Regions from separate parts of the Anas platyrhynchos genome. Here region 1 is linked to region 2. A link is a contact called in public Hi-C data. All regions are on one chromosome and are shown on one strand. Each heading gives the region's core, a stretch centred on a gene start, on an enhancer-like site or on the middle of the called end of the contact. The rest is flanking DNA. Distances are from core to core; before and after follow the strand shown.

The links. Hi-C and Micro-C count contacts between places; a contact is called where the count stands out from the background.
Region 1: a Hi-C map of subcutaneous adipose tissue shows a contact between it and region 2, with 2.0 times the contacts expected there. The contact joins the promoter of CIDEA here to the enhancer-like site in region 2. A contact is called at or near these places in 4 of 8 Hi-C or Micro-C datasets (liver, skeletal muscle, small yellow follicle and 1 more).

What each region holds. Positions count from the first base shown.
Region 1 is chr2:49,038,813-49,043,073 of IASCAAS_PekinDuck_T2T, reverse strand. CIDEA (cell death inducing DFFA like effector a) reads left to right here and starts at 2,674. Exons shown (of 5, transcript XM_005013097.6): 1 at 2,674-2,814. The coding sequence starts at 2,777. It overlaps LOC140001879 (a long non-coding RNA gene), which reads right to left and starts at 764. Exons shown (of 6, transcript XR_011807547.1): 1 at 1-764.
Region 2 is chr2:49,003,380-49,007,028 of IASCAAS_PekinDuck_T2T, reverse strand. It overlaps AFG3L2 (AFG3 like matrix AAA peptidase subunit 2), which reads right to left. Exons shown (of 17, transcript XM_038173907.2): 17 at 3,197-3,649. It overlaps TUBB6 (tubulin beta 6 class V), which reads left to right. Exons shown (of 4, transcript XM_027452070.3): 4 at 1-3,624. Among named protein-coding and RNA genes, the nearest start is that of TUBB6, 11 kb to the left of the region's middle. Within about 2 kb of position 2,093, at least 6 of the 8 cell types and tissues checked have an H3K27ac peak or open chromatin away from gene starts, as enhancers often do. A contact at or near this core is called in small yellow follicle and subcutaneous adipose tissue, where this site is marked.

The DNA of each region.
Region 1 (4,261 bases), core at 1,425-3,924, 35 kb before region 2:
AATGTCCAAATTGATCCTTGGGCTCCTGATTTGTCCTTTGTGTCACTTGAACACTGGCCCAAGCAATGTCTGTGTCTAACTGACTACACACCTTCAGCAGGCATTTCACCCCAGCCCCTAAAAGTCCCCTTAGTGTTGAAATGTCTCCTAATGCAGAACTTAATTCTCCAGTCCTGTAGGCTAAGCCCCAACAGAAATGAAGAAAATTTTACTCCATCTTCACAGTGCTCTCTAACATCATCAAAGCCTGTGATTTGCTTCTCCACCCGATCTTATTTCCCAAACTATACAGCTCATACACCATGTTCCCTGGGTCTCTGATCATTCCTGCTTTCCACCGAATTTGCTGCAATTTGTCACCTTTTTTCTTGAAACCCTGGCCTGATGCTGCTTGTTCACTAATGTGAAATTGCATGCAAGACTATTTCAAGTGCATCATGCTGCCTGTTATATATGTGCCACGTGCAAACCTGTTTCATAATCATCTGACTATTGTGAGAAGTGGCTTAAGAAAACTTGTATAACTTGAAACGCAATTGGCAAGTGACATGTATGGAGTCAGCTAATGCCCCTCAGCGAAGGGGCAGTAAGACAGTAATTTATTTTCAATACAATTGCTTATTTAACTCCACCTCTAGTGTTCACTCCCTTTCATATCTGCCACGTACTTTGCCTCCTGCATGATTTATGTTTTCAGTGAAGGCTGAAGCAAAACATTGCTGAGTATTTTGGCCTCAAGACTACTTCAAGTGCATCCTGCTGCCTGTTACATATGCCACGTGATTTTTTCCCCTTCCCTTCCCTTCCCTTCCCTTCCCTTCCCTTCCCTTCCCTTCCCTTCCCTTCCCTTCCCTTCCCTTCCCTTCCCTTCCCTTCCCTTCCCTTCCCTTCCGATATCTAACCTATATTGATCTATACTTATCCCATTAATAATAATTATTTAAGAAAATGACAATTTCCTCAACCTGAGACTTATCCCACACGGTCCTCTCCCACAGCCCTTGGAGATAACTTAAGCCTGCTTTCTTGATGTCTGCATTGCCTCTCTTCTGCTCTCTCCCCTAAGACCCATGAACTCACAAGGGAGAGTGCAGTTTGAAACCATATGGAAATTGCAGTAACTCTATGGATTTTTCCATACAGGCCAGGGCACAAATGTCTGGGGCAGGAGGAGATTTTCCTGTCGCTGAAGCATAGCTCCTCTGCAGAGGTCTCTACACAGTGGCAGAAGAGACAGACCACCTTACACAACTTCTCTTTCGACACTCTTTTCTCCCTGTACAACAGGGAAAGCTGCAGTATATACACGTTTCTTGACAGTAGAGAAACACTCAGTGAGAATTCATTATAAATGCTCATTTTGCTTAAATAACCTCAGTTGTGCCCACAAGCAAGTGTAAGATACAGACCCAGTGGAAAACAGGCTGCTTTGAGTCCAATGCCCAGAGAAATACCTGCTGCTGCCCATTTCCCATTCTCCTTGACTTTGTATCAGGGGTGTATCACGGAACTGTGACAAAACTACAAGTAGTAGGGGATAGAAAAAGAAGGGGGTAACTTTGCAGAAGGGGGCCCCTCACACCTGCAAGCCCTAAGGAGCCTGAGGAAGAAGAGATCAGCCTGAGCTCAGGTTCATCCAGGGAAGCCTGCTGGTCTGAGCTTTGCTGTGGGGAAGTGGGATTGCTTACTCTGCTAGGTGGGGGGACACAACACAATTTGTCCCAGATTAAAAGGTTTGTTTTCTTTTACAGCCGATAAGGGCCCCAGAGCTGAGGCTTGAGAACATTTATGCAGGGATTGGCTGGGTGCTGATGAAGCCTGGAAAGCAAAGAAATCAGGTGGGTGGCTCCTTTGTGCTCAACAAGATGGACCAGAAAAACAGTCCCATCCATGGGGTGACCCTGGGCGAGGTCCAGGCTCTGTCACCGAGGTGTCCCTGTGGAACCTTCCGGATCCAGCCTCCTGCCATCGGGCAGTGGCACAGAGCTCCCTGCTCACCGGCTGGCCCTAGGTCAGTGGGGCACGGAGCAGCCAGGATCTGCCTTGGTTTCTCTGTGGTCGTGGTTTTAGAGCTGTCAAAATGATCATGTTGTGTCAGAGCTGAAACATACTGTACTTGTGCCTGTGGGCCAGCATGAAAAGGAAAAAATGACATGTTTACCTGCCCCATAAACAGAAATCACTGCTGCCCATACCCTAGGAAGGCTAAATACCTCCAGTGAGGCTACTACATACATTAATCCAAGTTGTAAGCTTATTCCCAGGCTCTAAAATCAGAAGCCAAAGCACTTTAATCTGTTGATTTACTCTTAATGCTTAGAGGCTTCAAATGGGATTGGCTCCTGCTGTTGCTATATTAGCTGTAACTCAGATATACACGGAACAAGCAATCTTTATCTTTCCTTCCCTGGGTAAACAACAAGGAAAAAAAAACTCATTGGGAATAATAATAATAACAACGATAAATCTTCCCTCTGAGGTGCTTCGCCTGGCACCTGTCAGCACAACCCCGCCACCACTCGTCGTGCCAGGGGGGAGCTTGGAGCCAAAGGGGTCTCGGGGCGGGGGAAGAAGGGGGTCCGGGGGTGGCATGGACAAGGATAGGACAAGGACAAGGCTCCTGCAAGGCAGCCCACCTCATGGCCATGCCTCCCCTTGGCCGGGGGCGGGCTGAGGGCCGGCCCAGGGGCAGGCCGGCCGTGGAGGCGGAGCGGCCCCGCTCCCCATTAAGGGCGGTGGCGGCCGGCGCTGCCTGACGGCCGGGGAGGGCCAAGACATGGAGGGGGCGAGGGGCTACGTGGGCTCGGCGGTGCGGTGAGTGCCCCCGCGGCTCCGTTTCCTTTTAATTTATTTTTAAAGAAGCCTGAAAAGTGGAGGTTTGCTTGGCGGGGGAGCTCGGCGCCCTCCCCGCTCGTCCCGGGGTCGGTGGTGGCGTTTGGGGTGTGCTGGGCGGGCGCCGCTCCCCTTCTGCGCCTCAGGGCTGTGGGGTCTTCTCAGGCTGTTGTAACCGGGAAGCCAGGTGGGACACGCAGTGTCCTGGCTGATTTCTGACTTATTTTTGGCTTTGTTATTGCTGCTGTCGCTCGACTGTGAACTCTACCCTAAAAATCCAGCCGTGCCATATTCTGAAGCCGCTTGCGTTGTGCAATGTTGGCTTTCCTGAGGCTGGGGACCATTGCACCACGTTCTTAGACAAACATACAGGGCACATGGCAAGCAAAGATAAAGGGTGAAGTTAGCCTACAGGGCTCGGGGCAGGTTGTTAATCCCTGGTTTCTCCTCCAAAACAAAGAGCTCAGCTGGCCCCCTGCCCTGACACTGCACCAAATGCTTGGGACAGCGTCTGTAGGTCTCTGGGTGCTTGGCGTTACACAGGGCAAGCTGGGTGATGTTGAAGATAATTTCTTCCTCAGTTATAAACACTTTTCTGAGTTCTTGTATTTTCCACTGACATAGGATCCCTTCTCCTGTAGGGAAGAGCGAAGACCTGCACTTCAGCACCATCCCTTTGCTCTGTACCACTCATTCCCTGACTTATTCCCATTACCTTTTAGTATGCAATTATTTTCAGTAGCTCCAATCTAGTAGGGGAATTCCCTGCAAAAAAATAAGTGATATTTCTTTCTGTGAGCCATGAACAAGCCCCTTTGAGTCTCTGGTTTACATATGTGTGAGGGGAAACAAGCAGAACAGGCTTTGGGCAATTGACCCAGAAACGGAAGGGTTCACTTGGCTTTCTGGCTTTTTTTTCTTTTTTTAATACACTGGCTTTTGTTACCTAGTACTTAATATTGTCTGAAACCTCACCATGCTCTAGACTCACTTCTTCACGGGCAGACTTACTTGAAAGATATTGACTAGTCTTACGGAAACATACGTGGAATAGCATTGATGTTAAATAACTACCCGAGACTTGGACTGCTGTGAAGTGGCAGTATGGTTGAACTGATTGAAAGTCCTGGTTTATTAATCTTTTTGTTTCTGACTTCTTTCCTCCAATAGAACTAGGCAACTGTGTAGGATCGTGGTTGTTGAGCTCTGAAGAAAATTTTCTTAGAGCTACAAAAAATGGCTTATAGAGTTGGCTCTGCTAATGCCCAAGATGAACGCTTGCTCTTAGGTAATAGCAAAGAACAGGACTGGTATCTTCTGTCATCACAAAAAACATCTTGGCAGTATTGTGATATATACCACTCAAGGAACTATTCTACGTGTAGTTTTCAAACGTGTGAGGGGGGAACAGGCTGTGCTAGCTCTGGAG
Region 2 (3,649 bases), core at 844-3,343:
GGGGAATAAGACTGTAAAGTGCCTGAGCTGTGTAACTGTTTATCGTGTAAGCAGAAGATGTCGGCTCAGTTTTGTTCCATACACAGCTGGAACAAACCGAATTTTCATCAAGGACACATAGAAGCCGTAGCCCAGCTTCTTCGAGTGAGGTAGGAGCAGCCATCTCTTAGCTTCTGGAACCTTGTTTCATTGTCACACAGAATTCATTACTAGGTCTCGGCCATAAATTCTGGTAATATTAATAAAATTAATTTTTAAAAAGTTAATACTTTAAAAATGCCAGGGATCTCAGAGATCCTGAATAACTGAGTGTTTGCTTAGTGAGCCAGCCTCTTGTTTTTCCTACATGGGCTCAAGCCAGAATTCCACCCAGAACCTGTGGAAGCCAAGTTTGCAACGTCCCCGGCTCCTGGTTTGACTCAGTCATTCTTTTACACGTGTTTACTTGCAACCGTTGGATGAGGCTTTCTAGAACGTATTGCGACGAGGGAGGCAACTTAATGCCACCTTTAGAGGGGAAAAAAAAAAAAGGAGACAGCTCTTGCATGTGATTTTAGCAAAGAAAAAAACAACCAAAAGCACCCTTATGACCCAGCATCCTGTACTAGGAACATCACCAGAGGACCAGCTTGCATGAGAGCAGTAAGAGCCCCGGGAAGCCAGAAGGTTTCCTGTTCCTTTTCACTCAAGCATCTTTCTAATCACCTTCCTATTTTTTGACACAAACCAGCCATCTCTTTCATTAATAGGTTTGCTGGACATTTCCTTCAGTTGCGTTTCCTTTCAAGCAAGTTTCTGCTCTTTACTTTGGAACTTCTCTTATTTTGAACTGTACCTGCTGAGCCACGCCTGGCTTTGTTTGTCTTTTCCACATTCCCCACTTTTGTTTTTCAATTCCCTGCTGTTTTTCCGACCTAGTCCCCAGCAGCCTTCCTTTCTGCATGTGCTGCCTGGGCCAAGCTCCCATAGGCGCTTGATTTTTCCCCTCCTGAGCTCGTTTTTCTCCCTTTCCTCTCTTGCATGTTATCTCTGAGGATACAAATCTCTTAGGAAAGGGCAGTGACCCCTTGGGAACAGGGGCAAGGCCGGGAGAGGGCACGGGTCTAGCAGCAGGAGGACCAGGGAAGGCGGTGGCTCCCCTCGTGCTGCACAAGCCCCTGCTAGTTGAAGCAGCACTGCGCTGCGTTTGCAAACAAAAATAATCTGCCTTTATTAGCAGCCACAGCACAGACTAAACTTGATTTTCTGGATTTAAGCTAAACCACTTGAAGCCTTGCAGTTGTAGGCTAAGAGTCCTCTTTAAAGGAGCAGGTTGGGCAGAGTTTAATTGGCTTTGCTATCTTTGTTTGGATTCCAAGATCCCAGCACAGTCAATTTCTGCCACTTTTGGCACAGAATACGAAAACTTAGTGAGGTGAGGCTACACAAAGTAGGCTGATGCTCTGAAAACGGGGCAAAGGAACTTGCATCTCCCTAACAGTATCAGAGGCTTACTAATTGCACGCCACAATTAGAGAAGAGTGAAGTTTAAACTCTACACAGACAGCACAAACAGGGTGTAGGGTAACACTTCCCAGAGAGCAGGGGTTTCTTTTACAGTCAGGTAAAGACTGAGAAGAATTCAGCTAGGGCATTTTTGGAGTGGCTGGGTATGGCTTGTGCCTGATTTTTAGGGGTGGTTGGGGGCTAAACAAGGAATGAGGAAACATGGGATGGGGACCTCTAAGTCATAACCACATTTAGTCCTCAGCACTGGCTGCACATCGCCTATGAGAAACAAGGGAAAAAAGTTCCACTTAATGGGAAACGGGAGGAAAAAACACATGGAATTAAATACAAGCATATTTGAAGTTTATAGATGCAAGGAAAGGGTTAACTGTTCCACCAAGAAGTCAGGCACCCAGTGCTGTAAACACCCCCTGAGCACTTTCACAGGCTGTACAAGGAGCAACAAACGGATTATGTGACAAAAACACCCCAAACCCTGGTCTGAGATAAGCAGCCTTGGAGAAGAGCAAGGCCTTGGGGAGGCATAAACAGAGGGCTGGAGCCAGCCCAAGTCCAGACACCTGCCCTGCGCCACCGGGAGCTCTGCTGGGCAGGGAAAGGGCAGGGATCTGCAGCACCAGGAGCAGCGTAGTAGTGGTGGGATGTGTTTGCCCAGTGTTCTGCTGCAAGTCATGTATAAGTTACTGCAAATTTTCGTGGGGGTGTCTCTCTCTTTCAAGGAGTAGGGGTCTCATGACTCACGTTTAATAAAAGCTTTGTAAATCTACCCCTCAGTCTTGCTTCCTCAGTCACAGACATTGAGTCACTTCTGTGACATAAAATAGTTTACTATAGCAGTAAGTCAGTCACTCTAAACTTCGGTTCCAGTAAGGAAAGAACTGAAGTTTAGTTTTATTTGGGACATTTGCTTGTTTGTTGTGCATTCTGCAACAAGAAATTCGAAAGTAGCGCACGGAAACATTGTTTAACAACTAAAAGAGGTGCAGTAAGTACACCCTGAATTGCTCCTTACCTTGTGCCCCTTGTTCCCCTTCACTGCAAGCCAGGCAACGTCACTGATGGCAACAGCTTCATCATGAAAAAGTAAAATAATCCTGAAAGAATGATTTCCATAAACAATTTACTTCAAATAACTCAAGCAAAGAGCTAATGTCTGACCTTTCATAGACACTTCCACCTCCCCCTTACCACCCTACCGCTTTCCAGCATGTTGCAACGTGCAGATGGAATCAGTCACTAATTATTCCCTTACAACTGAGAGGGCAGATTAAGCCTCGAATAATTTGTTATCCAGCGGAGGTTTTGTTTCTTCTCCTTCCCTTATAAAAAACAAAACAACACAGCCCACACCCACACTCCCTTTTTTTTTTTTTTAAAGAGGGGGAGACTGCCAGTTAGCTTCTCAACAGCCAAGTTCTCTAACTAGCACAGCCTCGGCATGCAGCAGGTAAACCAGAGGCAATTGCTGTGCTCAGACAACTGTGCTAAACTAGGCAGAGAAAATTATTGCCCTTTGGTTCAGCAAACCAATATGACACTCAGTCAGATTTAGTATCTTTGGCTGCTGGTTTTGGTAAATTAGGATAGCAAAATTGTTCTCACAAATAAAGTTTTATGCTCCAGTCATTTTGTACTAAACTGAATTCTGTACCAAGAAATCATCAAAAGGAAAAAAAAAAAAAGAAACTTTGCTCAGAAAAGTACTGATTTTATTGTCTCAAACTGTATTTACACAACACATTCATATGTTCAATATCTTACGGAACTCTGTAAAAAAACCTGACCAGTAAAACTGCAGGAGCCGAACTAAGTTTCAGACTCAAGGACACTGAACCACGAGTACGTTTTAAGATATTTAAGCAGGTGTTCAGTTTCACTGTCAACTTACATGGCAGTTCTCTGTAAACAAATTCTTTTTAAAATCAAAATCAGGGGCGGGGAGAAAAAGGGTCAGATGAAAAAGCTGTTCTTTTCTGCAAAGCTAGCGCTTTCTAAGATCAGACTGTTGGCCAAGTATTCAACAATGCATTTTGTATGATTCTGCTTTGGAAACGAGTCACATACAGGTCTATTTTAGATCAATAATCAAAAATGTTTTTTTTTTTTTTTTTTAAATAAGCATACATACATTTGAAAAAAA